Regions from separate parts of the Mus musculus genome. Here all the other regions are linked to region 2. Evidence: chromatin contacts called from public promoter capture Hi-C data. All regions are on one chromosome and are shown on one strand. Each heading gives the region's core, a stretch centred on a gene start, on an enhancer-like site or on the middle of the called end of the contact. The rest is flanking DNA. Distances are from core to core; before and after follow the strand shown.

The links. Promoter capture Hi-C pulls out the DNA fragments that hold promoters and counts their contacts. Capture Hi-C pulls out chosen DNA fragments and counts their contacts.
Region 1: a contact with region 2 is called in a promoter capture Hi-C map of pre-B cells, with 2.7 times the contacts expected there. The contact joins the promoter of Dnttip2 here to the promoter of Ptbp2 in region 2.
Region 3: a contact with region 2 is called in a promoter capture Hi-C map of pre-B cells, with 9 times the contacts expected there. The contact joins the promoter of Gclm here to the promoter of Ptbp2 in region 2. A contact is called at or near these places in 2 of 39 promoter capture datasets (embryonic stem cells and pre-B cells) and 1 of 484 Hi-C or Micro-C datasets (the G1E-ER4 cell line).
Region 4: a contact with region 2 is called in a promoter capture Hi-C map of adipose tissue, with 2.7 times the contacts expected there. The contact joins the promoter of Abcd3 here to the promoter of Ptbp2 in region 2. A contact is called at or near these places in 2 of 39 promoter capture datasets (hippocampal neurons and pre-B cells) and 1 of 9 other capture datasets (adipose tissue).

What each region holds. Positions count from the first base shown.
Region 1 is chr3:122,272,198-122,275,862 of GRCm38.p6, forward strand. Dnttip2 (deoxynucleotidyltransferase, terminal, interacting protein 2) reads left to right here and starts at 2,217. Exons shown (of 7, transcript NM_153806.1): 1 at 2,217-2,281; 2 at 3,001-3,665. The coding sequence starts at 2,222.
Region 2 is chr3:119,782,086-119,785,380 of GRCm38.p6, forward strand. Ptbp2 (polypyrimidine tract binding protein 2) reads right to left here and starts at 1,303. Exons shown (of 14, transcript NM_001310711.1): 1 at 1,117-1,303. The coding sequence starts at 1,124.
Region 3 is chr3:122,243,428-122,246,847 of GRCm38.p6, forward strand. It overlaps Gclm (glutamate-cysteine ligase, modifier subunit), which reads left to right and starts at 2,130. Exons shown (of 7, transcript NM_008129.4): 1 at 2,130-2,684. The coding sequence starts at 2,559. It overlaps Gm46822 (a long non-coding RNA gene), which reads right to left and starts at 945. Exons shown (of 6, transcript XR_001783970.1): 1 at 444-945; 2 at 206-339.
Region 4 is chr3:121,813,580-121,816,789 of GRCm38.p6, forward strand. It overlaps Abcd3 (ATP-binding cassette, sub-family D (ALD), member 3), which reads right to left and starts at 1,723. Exons shown (of 23, transcript NM_008991.3): 1 at 1,430-1,723. The coding sequence starts at 1,539.

The sequences.
Region 1 (3,665 bases), core at 967-3,466, 2.5 Mb after region 2:
GGATTTTTCTTCCTAGCAGCAATTTGTCCTCTCTCAATTTTTTTATTAACGTTTTCTGTTTATTTTAGTGTTAGTGGCATCATAACAAAGCAAGGAAATGAAAACTTTAAAGCTTCCTCACAAAAGCATTAATTCCAAAATAATATGCTGATGAACACAAATGAAAATTAAAACTGTTTCCGTGACTTCTTTTGTTCACTTGTTGATTGATTAAGACAGAGTTTCTCTGTGTAGCCCTGTCTATCCTAGAACTCACTATGTAGACCAAGCTGTCCTTGAACCCAGAGATCCACCTGCCTCTGCCTCTCAACCCCTGGGACTAAAGGTGTGCACCACCACCCTGCTATTTTGGCTTTTTAAAGAAAATACAAAAACAACAAAAAAAAAAAAAACCTTGCAAATATTTGAAACATAAAAAACTGAACAAAATTTTCTGAATTTGTGCTTCAAAAGATAGTGTGAAGATAATGAAAAGACAATTCCCAGAATAGGTAAAAATATTTAGAGACCCTATCTGATAAGGTCTTATATTCAGAATATGTAGAGATCTTACAATTTAGTAAGAATGCCTAATAAAGGGGGCTGGAGAGATGGCTCAGCAGTTAAGAGCACTGACTGCTCTTCCAGAGGTCCTGAGTTCAATTCCCAGCAACCACATGGTGGCTCACAACCATCTGTAATGAGATCTGATGCCTTCCCCCTCTTCTGGTGCGGCTGAAGACAACTACAGTGTACTGATATAAATAAATAAATAAATCTTTTTTTAAAATGCATAATAAAAATACATGGAAGATCAGTACCTCCCCCAGAAAGAACAAGATAGAAGAACCCTTTAAAGCCTAAACTGAAAAGTAACAGCCCGCACTTGTCATAGGGTTTTTCACTAAGCCCAGCCTGTCAAGAGCTTGAAGATTCTTGTCTTCAAGTTCCACAAATGCGCAGGAACTCGTTTTCTTGTTCTTCACTTTCTTGTTCTCTCACTCCTAAAGATAGGCTGTTTCCTCAGGGCACACAATGGCTGTGTGGAAACCAGAGACCACAGTTCTCCAGGAAAACAAAAACAAAAAAAAACCCTATTTTACTAAGTAAGCATGAGGCTAGTGTTTTAAGACAACATCTAACAATCAAAAGTTGGTTACTACGTATACCTGGCTCCAAGGAGAGCAATTTAATGTAGAAGTAATGTATCCATGGAAAGATAGGTTTTTAGGAAAAATTTTGTGTTAAAAAGTGAAGGAAAACGAACCCCCCCTTTTTTTTTTCTTGCTTCCAACACTAATTCCTTTACCCCCTCCTCGATTCCTTTGTAGCCTTTCAACATATTCTAGTTCTCCATCTTTCATCCAACAAAACAAAAACTAAAACACCTCAGCCAGGTGCTGTGGCCCATGGATCCCAACACTTGGGAGGCAGATGGATATCTGTGAGTTCAGGATCAGGCTGGTCTAAATAGTGAGTTCTAGGGCAGCCAGGGCCATGTAGAGAGATCTTGTCTCAAAACAAAAATCCTAAAACTCTTTTGATTCTGGCTAGTCTCTTACTTCCATTGTAAAAAAACAAAAAACTTTAATCCCCGTCCTTCACAACGTCTTTCACCTTTTTTATTTAAAAAAAAAAAAAAAAAAAAAAAAAAAAAAAAAAAAGGCGTACTTCAAATCCCGAGACATTTTAGTTAAATCCCACAGCTTTCTAATTATTCTCCGAAAACTTGGGTGCATTTAACATACATCCTTGTATCCCAATCAAATATCGGAATCTCATTTATTAAGTTATTAAAATACTGTTTTCTAAAAGGACTAAATAAAGTCTCCTTTGGCTTCCGTAAAGACTTACGCCAAAGATCTCACAATTACTGCACGGGGGTGGGGGGTGAGGGGGATGGAAAGCAGAGTAAATGATGCGACTTCCCATTTTGTGTTAAACGGCGAGGAGGTCCTCCTCGCTGAGGACCGCACAGCGGACGAGCTGGGAACTGGAGGCGGAGCTGCTTTTGCCCCCCCCCCCCCCCAACACACACACCCCACCCCCCCACCCCCCGCTGACCCGCACTAGTCCGATGGCGGAGACCGCTGGCCAGAACTGCAGTGGAGCCGGGGAAGGAACGATTCTCCCGAGCCGCGGTTTCCGCAGGGAAACCTAAGCGAGTTCCTGTTTCGACGCACTTCCGAAGCGTCGGAACAGAGGAAGCCGCGCTGGCTGCCGGGAATCCGGAGTCGGAAAGATGGTGGTCACCAGGTCCGGGCTCTCCCGGACCAGGCTCCAAGAAAGCTCCCAGCAGAAGGTGAGCTGGGTCTCAGGTTCTCCGGGTCTCCTCGCCGCTGAGCAGAGCGGCTCGGCAGGGCGGAGGAGAGCGACGAGGAACCGAGCGGGTCGCGCGTGGTACTGCGCCGGACTGGCTCGGACCTGGGGGTCTTTCAGGGCTCTTACGGGAGTTTCGGTAGCGTGCCCTGCGCAGGCGAGGCCTTTTAAGTTTACTGTTAGGACAGTACCGGGGAAAGTTAATGCCCGCCACCTCGACCAAGCCTGGTTTGGGGGATAGGAGGAGCACCGTTTTCACGTGGAGAGACTGGCATGGCCGAGCACTAACCCCTCCGGCAACTGAAGGGCGGCGGTGGCGTCACTCAGAGCCTCTGGTTGTCTTCTGGTGCTATGCTCTTTAGATTGTGTGGTAAGGGCTATAGAGCAGCCCTTTCCTGTTGTAGAAATCCAGGCAAGTATCGGATTACCTTACACACTCCTAAACACGTGCTCAATTAGTATTCAACTCCCCCCCCTCCCTGCGCTTCTATAAATGATTTAAAATTTACCTCCTCTTTCTTTAAGTAGAGAAAGTTTTTTTAGTTCTGCTTTCTGAAGCCTAGGATGAGGCAAGTAAAAGAAATATCTTATCGTGAGTTTGTCTTCGTTTTGTACCTTCTTGAGTTTTGTTCCTTAGGCCATGCCACCTTTACCCTTGTCCCTGCCCTATCTACACTATATTGTGTTTGTTTTGGTTTTCAGAGGTCTGCTCCTCGGAGAATTGGGACACATCTAGAAAGCACAAAGGAATCGGGATCCGATGGCAGCACAGCTGAATCGCAGCCTGCTGAGAAACAGCACTCACGCAGCAGCAGCAGAACCACAGGCCCAGCGGAGATCATTGTGCTTATTTCTGATGACGAGGCTTCTGAAACGGAGTCCCACACTTCTGGGGTTACTTCTGTGTTAGAGGACCAAGAGCCCATTGTAAGAGTAACTAGGAAACGGCAGATCGTAATTGCTTCCACCTCAAAGTCCACTGTTAGGAAAAGGCAGAAAGTAGCCCCTCAGCATGCATCTGCTGATGAAGTTGTTGTTTCTGAAGCAGAGTCTCATGTTTCAGGGGTTTCTATGGTTGTACCTTCCACAGAGAGAAGCAGCAGAAATAAGGCTAATTCTCAAAGAGATTCAAGCCAAGAATCACAGTCGGGAACTGTATCTGATGCTGAGTTGTCCTGCTCAGGCATTTCATCGTTAGAGATCTTGCCGAGAACAACAGCCAGGAATGTGAAGAAGAAATTACAGTTCCCAGCTGAGAAAAACGATACTAAGATTACACCAGGAAATAAAAAGCAAATTGTGGGTATGTCTGTGTGTTCAGAGGACTCAGATGCTACTCAGTTATCAGCAAGACCACTTTCTCAGAG
Region 2 (3,295 bases), core at 53-2,552:
CCCTCAATTTTAATAAAGGTTCATGTTCACTGGGTCTCTTTTCGTGCCCCTTCCTCTCTGTGGGCTGTGAACTGTGGCCCCCTTCTCTGAACAATGAGTTGAACTGGGTCGTTCGGGATGTGGAGTTAACAAGGGCGCGACATTGGTGAGCCTCCTCTTTTCTTCTCACAGCTCTCTCATCTCACTCAGCATCCTCCGGTCTTCACGCCCAGCCTCTCCAAAGATGCAACACGACTCTGATCCATGTTCCATATTTGCTTGGGGGGCTGGTGTGGGGGGGGGGGTGTTTGTTTTTATTTTTGTATTTTTTTTTCCTCCAGAAACTAATCAAAGTAGGGGGCGGGGGAAGGCCAACCCTGTGTGGATTATCTGTTGTCTGCCTTGCGTGGCTTGTGGCCTTTGCCCATGTGACTGATGCTGCCTCTCCAACACTTCATGGGGGTTTGGTTTTGTTTATGGCTTAATTTCTGGGCCCTGTGGGCCGAGCCCCGAATTCTTGTTGTTGTCGTTGTGGTGGTGGTAAAGGCATTCCGATGGCCTCCCGCCCCCGCTCCCAGACTCGGATGAAAACAAAGGAGTGTGACATGTGCCCTCCTCCCTCCCGCCGCCACGCGCCCTCCCCTTCCCCGCAGCTCCCACTCGGCGCTCCGGCCGCGGCGTTTCGGGCGAGGCCGGGGATGGCGGGCCTCGCTCAGGCTTCGCGCTCCGCACAGGCCTCCGCGGCTTGGCCCGCTCGCGCCCGCGCCGCCGCCGCCGCCGCCGCCGCCACCCCAGGGTTCGGGTCTCCCCGCGGCGTCGACATGGCTCCCGAGGGGGCAGGGCCGCCCCGGGCTTCCCGCCCCATCCCCCGCAGTCGGGCCGCCCCGCGTCCCCACAGCAGCCCCGAGGCCTCCCCGGCCTCCCAGCCGCGGCTGCGGTTCGAGCCGGTAGCCGGAGCGGCCGAGGGAAGCCCGGGGAGGGGTGTGTGTGATGGGGCGGGGGTTGGGTAACGGCGGCGCGGCCTGGGAGGGGCCGCCCGAGCCCCGCTTCCCGGGACCCGACCCGACCCGGATCCCGGCCGCCGCCTCGCCGGCCTCCTCTCCCTCGCCCATCTCCTCACGGGCTCCCGGTACCTACCCGTCCATTGCCGAACCGGACAAAGCTTCGCTCCCAAGAACCGAGCCACGCAGCCAGCGAGCCACACAAGCGGCGAGAAAATGGCGGCCAGGGCCCGACGGAAATTGCCGAAGGTGCCGGAGCGCACGGGGCAGCGCGCGGCGGCGGAAAGAGCCGAGCGCGCGGGCGCCCGGCGGCGGCGGGAGACGAGCGGCGGGGCACAGGGACCGGGGGAGTGGGCGCCTCCGCCGTTGGCTGCCTCCGCCCGCTTGCCCGCCCGCCCGCCCGCGCGCGCACTGCCTCCCGCCCTCGGAGACGAGCCCGCTGCAGTGGCTGGCTGACCTGGGTTCTTTCTCTTCCGTGGGCGGTGTGAGTGGGACAGCCTGCAGCCTGCACCGTGTGTGCCTCAGGCTAGCCCGGACTGCAACCCTGCTGCTCTCAGGCTGCTTCCACTCTTCCTTCCAACCTCAAGCTGCATTATTACCACAAAGGACCAATCCCAGGCCCGGCCCGGGCACCCTTCGCCCTCTCAGCTCTAGAGAAAAAGACTTTATAGCTGCATCCTAGACCTCGTTTACAAATTCTTCATCCTCAAAGAGCTTACCCCCCTGGTCAAGATCCATTGCTTAGGAAAATATAACAACATCTCCTAATTAAGGACTGCTCACCAGCTTAGTGTTTGCTTACAAACCTGGAATCAATCAGGCCAAGAGGAAGAAAAGGTGATTCTCATGTGGGTTGGTAATTTTTGTGCATCTGTTAGGAAAAACATATATTCCAAGATCCCTACATGGGAATGGCCACACGCTGAGCGAGCGAGGTGGCAGAAAGCGTTCCTGTATTCCAACATTTGGGGATATGGAAAGAGGAGGCCAATTGAGTTAGCATTAGTTACAGGGGATGAAAATGTTAAAACGGCCTAGACAAAAATCACTTTTCCATAGAACTAAAGGTCTTAATATCATAGAACATGTTTTCCGTTCTTCTTTAATGTATTTGTATCATAGCCCCAGCAACATTTGGTTTCGGAAAATGTTCCCGGCATGCCACTAATGCCAGCACCACCCTTTGCTCTTCCCTACCTCCTCCAGCACTTACCAACTGTGTCTGTCCAGGTGTCCTCCATACCTCCTCCAGATCTGCCGCGTCCCCTTCAAGAAGCCTCTTGCCCTTACCACCTGGAATTTCACCTCACTAAATGGGAGATTGTATATTATTTTTAAAAGATAAGTCAGAACCTGGCCCCAGCTACTCCAGAGGATGAAGAAACTTAGTGAGACCTTGTTTCAAAGGCAATCAACAACAACCACACACATATGTGCACTGTTGTTGCTCTAAGAACGTTTCCAAGCCACCACCTGGTCAAATAGTCTTGATTTGCCTTAGGGATTGTCGATTCTTTTTAAAAATCTAATTTCCGGCAACACCTCCCTTCTATCTATACTTTTGACTTATGATACGTAAAGGCCCCATTATCATTTCCATTAATAATAGTTTTTCATGGGTTGTGGTTTTGTTCACATAGTTTCAACTCAACAATTAAATCTGTATGCTCCCAGAGGGAGGGAGGGAGGGAGGGGATCCAGGATGCATTCTCCATCTTCTTCGCACTGGCACAATCAACACTGATAATTGGTTCTCGTTTTATCTCAGGGAAGACAATCTGGGTCAAGAAGAGCAGAACTTCTGTCAAGTGTCAGATGTTCACTAAACTACAACCTTTTGTTGGTCTTCTAATAAAGTATAAGGGCAAACCACAGCACAGTCAATATGCTGGCTTATTTAAGTCAACACTTCGGTAGGAAATATGTGAGGTAGTTCGCAAGGCAAGACACATAAAGCACTAGATTTTAAAATGTAGTAAAGAAATAAGGGTTTAAAGTTGGGAATGATGCTGATGTATCAGCACACAGCAATAGGCTCCTCTGGACATCTACCTGAGGTTTCTGTTTCAAGCCATTTGTTCAGTGGTAAACCGTGGCTGGGAAATATTAAGTGTAAAATCTAGACATGATTTATAGTTTAAAATTCTGCACCATTCTGAGGTAAAGCATAATGAAATCGCCTCCATCTCACTCTCCAGTCAGGACATGGGTCACCTCTATGTTCAGTGTATCAAGGCTAAACACGCTATCTTCCAGCTAGCTTATTCAATGAACAGGTGTCTTCGATCAGCTTAACTATCATGTTATCTCAAGGT
Region 3 (3,420 bases), core at 880-3,379, 2.5 Mb after region 2:
GTAGTTTAATTTTGTTTATTAATTAGTTTGTGTGAATAGACTCAGAGCGTATACTTTTCCATGTATCCCCGCCACCCCTTAGTTCTGTTTGTTGGTCCTTCCCAGGAGAGGGTTAAGGCTCCTGAAAACAAAGCTTACAGTGTACCCAAGGAGGAAGCAAGGCACCTCCCCCCCCCCCCTCCCCGAGACAAAAGAGCAGACTCACAATGACTTTGCAGCCAAGTTCTTCTGGCTTGTATCCCTTTCTTCTGCAGCCAAAGGAAATGTAGATTACTTTTCTCTTCACCAAGAAACCATGGAGTTACAGCAACAGTATTATTAAGTAAAATATGCAAGGCACTGAAAGCATATAAATCATGCACAGACACATTAAAGAATTTAAATCACCTGTAATATGAACCAGTAAAGAGTTTAAAATACAGCGCTTAGGTTCCTCCGCCCACCTGTCCGTTGGTTGTTTTAAAGTAGGTATTTGCATTCCACAGCCCAGGCTAACACTGGGTTCCTGATCCTCCCTCCGAGGATCCTGCCTCAGCCTGCCGAGTGGAGGAATTGTAGGCGCGTGCTACCACGTGTGGTCTCAAAGGGTCTACAAATGTACATCTCAGAAACAACGTGAAGTCCTCCGTGCACTCCTGAGTGTGCCAGCCTGTGATAGTCAGGTTATAACAGGAGAGAGTAGAATACAACAACAATTTTGAGGGCTAGGGATGCCCACTGTCAGAACGCATGTGTAAGCCTTCGACCCCAGCACCATAAATAGTAGTTCTCACTTACTGAACATTTATTATAAGCCAAGTACTGAACTAAGGACTCACCATACCTTCTCTTAGTAACTCATCACAACTACCTACCCAACGGCAGATCTGATGTCCTGTGGCCTCCAGGGGCCCTGAACGGTGCCCATAAACTCATGGAAGAAAACACACATACACACAAATAAACAATATTTTTGTATGTTTGTTTTGAGACAGAGTCTCTCTACCTAGCTCTGGCTGTCCTGGGACTCTCTATGTAGACCAGGCTGGCCATGAATTCACAGATTCACCTGCCTCTGCCTCCCAAGTGCTGGGATTAAAGGCGTGTGCCACCACCACCCGGCGACCACTAAGTTTTAACCAAATATTTACATGGACTTTTAAGAGAATATAATCAAAAGTCTAACAATGACCATAAAAAATTCATCAGAAGAATCAATTGTTTATATTTAAGTAAGGCCATGTGAGGGGCTGCTCCTGGGAAACCTCTTCTCCATGGATTCTTGCTCATTGGATGTGCACAAAGATGTACCCAACACCAGCCTCACTTTTTCTGGAACGATCTTCCAGCCTTTCCTATTTCTTAGTAGTTTACCAACTCAGATTCATGTTTCTTTTGAAAAGATTTTGCCGCCTTATAATGAAAATCTCACCTGGCTCTAACATACCTGACTGGTTTGTTAAAAAGTTTGTTTCCTGGGTAAAACTTTAATAAACGGTCAGTTTGCTATTATACCCAGCCATCTCCAGTGGGAATGGGGAAGAATCACGAACAACTTGTAAAAGTGTGAATCATAAAACGTTCTCTGTTACCATCTGTTCCTTATGCTTAACTGACCTGGAAACTAACTGCCCCGTGGTATTTTTATTGTTTAATGTTTCATGGGCTGAGGCCTTTCTCTCGAAGGATTAGGCTTCTGAAAGGGGAAAATTAAAGTTGTACTCTCTGGTTTCATACAGCACCAGCAAATAGGTAAATCAACACGCTGGAAGAAGAATGATCAGTTTGGGGGAAAGACTCTTGGGCAAAGCAAAGCAAAAGGAAAAAATAAAAATAAATTTAAAAAACAGAGCGGGGCGCGGGCAATGAGACACTCGCGCCATCGCATCAGCTCCTTAGACACAGAAGCAGGCACGCTCTCAAGGCCTGGGAGGATGGACCTCCGGCGGTCCTCTCGAAGAGGGCGTGTCCAGGGCCGCAGCGCGGGCGGCCATTGGCTGAGCGGCGCTCCCGGGCGCACCGTCAACTCTCACGAGGCGCTGGCGGCGTAGGCCGCGCGCCGCGCTCTGGCCGGCAGGGGGCGCACGTCCGCGCGCTGTTCTCCCCCGCGGCGCCGCCCGCTCCCGGCCGCCCGGCGCCACGCCCGCCGCAGGCCGAGGGCCAGTCACCCGCGGGCCTGCGCCCCGCCCCTGGCCCGCCGCGGGACGAGTAACGGTTACGAAGCACTTTCTCGGGTGAGGTTTCTGCTTAGTCATTGTCTTCCAGGAAACAGCTCCCTCGTTTCAGCGGCGGCGGCGGTGGCGGCCGCAGAAGCCGCAGCGACCGTCCGCGCCGGCGCCTCCCTCCCTTCCTTCCCTCCCTCCGGGACCGCCTCTCCGTCGCCGCCCGGCCTCCTCGGGCCCGAGCGCACACCGGGCTGTGGCCGCGCGGAGTCGGCAGCCTCGCGCTCTCCTCTGGGGCCTGGGGCACCGCCGCGCCCTGCGAGGCAGCCGTCTGCCCACTCGCCCGCCCGCCTGCCCGCCCGCTCGCCATCTCTCCGCGGCTCCGGCGCTACCCGGTCCCCTCCGGCGGCAGCTGCCATGGGCACCGACAGCCGCGCGGCCGGGGCGCTCCTGGCGCGGGCCAGCACCCTGCACCTGCAGACCGGGAACCTGCTCAACTGGGGCCGCCTGCGAAAAAAGTGCCCGTCCACGCACAGCGAGGAGGTGAGCACGGTGGGGGCCGAGGGTCTCCTCGAAGTGGGGACAAGCAGGGCTCTCCGGAGCTCGACCCGCTTCGGAGGTACCGAAGTGAGCTGGGTACTATCCCGGCTTGGCAGGTGCCACTGCGGGGCGAGGGGCGCCTCCGCCGGTCGGAGTTGATCGCACAACTCTTGAGGGCCACCGGGTCCCCTGTCTGGCTGGACAGAGCCACTGCAGCCCCGCGTCTTCATCTTCCGTCCCTCTCCCTTAGCCAAGGTAAAGGAAAGATAAAGGTTTAGTGTTTGGTAGATGGACTAACAATAGGTTTAACTTTGATATTGTTGACATTGCTTTCTCTATTGTACTGAATTTGGATTTGGGACAAATAACTTACTGGATGTTAACATTGTATTTGCTTCAAAACCATTAAAGAGGGGCAGGTGGTACACGCCTTTAATCCCGGCCCCTAGGGAGGCAATAGCAGTAGGATCTCTGAGTTCGAGGTCAGCCTGGTTTGTATATTGAACTCCAGGACAGCTAGGGCTACCCAGTGTCAGCCCCAACCCCCACGCCCCCAAAAAACCTAATGTGTAGTTGGAAGTGACAGATTAATCTAGAATTAAAATGTGTTATATTTGTGTTAATGGCCCATTCCTGAGCCAGTGGTTCTCCATGGACCGTGCAACTCATTGCAGAGGCGTATTGATAATATGGAACATGTATACTACTTAAAACAACAAAACAAGACAGATGTGCAATT
Region 4 (3,210 bases), core at 473-2,972, 2.0 Mb after region 2:
TTTTTTTTTTTCGAGACAGGGTTTCTCTGTGTAGCCCTGGCTGTCCTGGAACTCACTCTGTAGACCAGGCTGGCCTCGAACTCAGAAATCCGCCTGCCTCTGCCTCCCGAGTGCTGGGATTAAAGGCGTGCGCCACCATGCCCGGCTTGAGAACTGCTTTTAAATCAGTCAGAGTTGTTAGCAGTCAAGTTCCCTCACTACTAAAATACCTACTCTAGGCGCTGAAACGCTTCCCTACAAAGACTAATTCAAGTAATTAAATGTAAAGCATTTACTATGTTCTATCGGCACATTCCAAGTAACTGATAACTTCTAATCCCAAATGAGAGTTCAGAAAGGGCACGATCTAATAGAAAAATATTTCAAATTAATCGTCCCCCTCCAAGAACCCTTAAAAAGGACGAATAGTATGTGAAGGAGAGGCATATCATTATTTTGTAAAGCTGATTTAGGAAGAGAAGGGCCAATGCTGCAGCCAATGAGCAAGTCAAAGTAGATAAGACAGAAAATACTTCATGAAAGGATACATGGAGCTCTCTGCTAGTATTTTAGGCCAAATTCTAATAATAAGATAGTCCGAGCAAACCAAAAGCAGGAGACAATAAATAGTACCTACCCAGAGGGTTGATGAAATAAAATGCATGAAAGCATTATTCTAAGATTGGACACTAAATATCCAAACACTAGTAAGAATGCTTAGTTAGGAAGTAACCTTTTCTTTGTCGCTCGCTGAAATCAAATGGGCGACAAGAAGTTAAAATTGTGCCTGTAATCCCACCCCCAGAACTCAATTCTCCCTTCTTTCCTAATCTCCCAAAAGTTCAAAGTAAACTTTAACATTCTCTCCAGGCAGGTAGCTGTATGGTGTAATTAACAAGTGATCTTCACCTAAAACACACTTTCACCTTTCACCTATAAAGTCGACGGAGGAAACTTTGTCCTCCACACACCGCTGAGCCAATTCAACCTTTCCAAATGAGGGCATTCACTGACCAATTCCGGAAAAAGAGGGCACCGCTTTAGAAGAAAATCGTGCCCACTGGACCCAGAAAACCCCAGGAACGCCCCTGGCTACTATCCACCGCCACTACTCCGGAGTCGAGCTGGCGAGTAAAATGCCCATCCCGAACGAACGCAAACCTTAGCGTTCAGTGGCGATGAGATGGCAAAACCAGAATGCACCCATAAAGTTGACATGCACGGGGAGATGGTGAGGGGGCGCGGGGGCGCAGGGACGCGGCGTGTCCTCCTCCCTCCCGTGGTGTTGAGATTGCGCGGCGGCCGCCAGGCTGAGGGCCGCAGGGCTCCGGGACCGCTGGCCCGGTTCCGCGGGCACCCGCGCAGCTCGGGACCTGGGAGAGAAGGGCAAGGCGCGCGCCCGGAGCTCCCCGCTCGGGCCCGGGGAAGGCGGCGCGGCCGCGAGCCTCACCCGTGCAGGCCGAGGGCGCGACGCCGCTTATGGAGTAGGCAGAGCAGCAGGAACGCGGCCCCCGCCAGCGAGGTGTTCCGTGCCGTCAAGTACTTGCTGAAGGCCGCCATGGCACCGGCAGGGCGAGCGAGCCGCGGGATAGGGGACGCGCCGGCGACAACCTCAGTGCAGGAACCGCGGGGGAAACTGGGAGGATAGCTCGGCGCCGAGAGAGGGCGGGGCCGGCCGCGCGGGAACGCCCCCTGGCGCGCGCCGCCGCGCCGAGCCCACCGTGGACTTTGGCTTCCCGGGCGCGCGCGCGGGCGCGGGGCGATCGAAAGGGTCGTTCCCCGGGGGGACGCTCTGCGCACGCGCGGACCCCCGCGGACTCGGCCGGAAACGCGGCGGGCAGACAACGCTAGTCCTCCGCGCCGGTCTCCAGCAGCCCACGCTTCGGCCTTGCGATCTCTGCTTGCACACACCCTAGCTTTCTTTCACAAGAACTGGAAGAGCGGGCCGGGCCTGCGCCACGGACTCCGTGGGCCCTGCCCCTCCGCCACCCCCTGGATGGGTCGGTACCACCCTCTTAAAGAAGCCGGGGGAGGAGGGGAACGGCCCCATCACTAAAAAGGTCAATATTTGCAACTTAAGGAGTGAAGGGAGACCTGGAAAAGAAAGACTACAATCAGATAATCTTATTTCAAGTCGCCGTGGATTAGGTCTCTAGTTCTGTAAAATCGGTTTGGGAGGACGGGTCCACCACTCTGTTAATTTTTTTATAAAAATAATGTAGTGGGAAAAAGCTCAGAGTGCGTGACAAAAAGGAGTTTTAAGAAACAATTACTCTTTTTTGGTAGATATGTACAAGGATGGCGATAAAAAAATGTATTTCTTTATGTTAGGTCTGGTCAAAGAAAGTTTGAGAAACTCTGTTCTTTGCAAAGGGACATTCAGAAATAACAATCGTGCGTTGTATTAATGCTGGCCTTACTCCCAGAAGCAGACGAACTTTACAGATTACAGCATTCTTCTCCTGTCCCACCCCTATCATGCAGAAAGTGTTATCCCTAGCGTTTAGTCTAGCGCATGCACAATAACTTAATGAATGGCTGTTTTCAGTTTAAGAAACTGTCGAGAAGCAAGTGTCAGAAAGGAAGCTTCTAAAACCTCACAAAATATATAAATGTTGCCTACGCATAAAAGGAACCAATGAAACAGTGATGCCTAGGTGTTTTCTCTGTGTGAATGGTTAAATGGTTATGAGAATGGCAAAGACCACACACCGTGGTGTGTGCTGTGTGCAGGTGCTCAACAATCGTCAAAAGTCTAAGTTACGCAGAAGTAGAGCCTGTACCAAATCCTCCATATGCCGTTTGTGTGTTTTCCCATTACCCTGGGAATCACTTAGGTAATTAGGTATGCCTGGCACAGAGAATACAAGTATGAACAATCAATCCCTTATTCTCCAGAGGCTGGTGCAGAAGAAAAACATGAAGAAAAATATGGATGAGTTTAAGTGTCAGCTTAGAGAAGTGAACTAAGTGCTATGAGAATACCAATAAGAGAATTTAGAATTTTCCTAGAACTTTTCCTTAACACTTGACAAATAGGATGACGTCAAAGCTACACCCTAAGGCCAAAGGAGTCTGCTAGCAGGTGGGAGGACTTGGGTAGGCATTGTTTCACTAGTGAGTTGCAGCGCAGTATAAAAGCATTGGAAACTTGGGGGAGAAGAGTTTGTAATAATGAAAGGAGAGTTCCTAAAACTGATTGAAAACATCATCTGTAGGATAATAGATTTC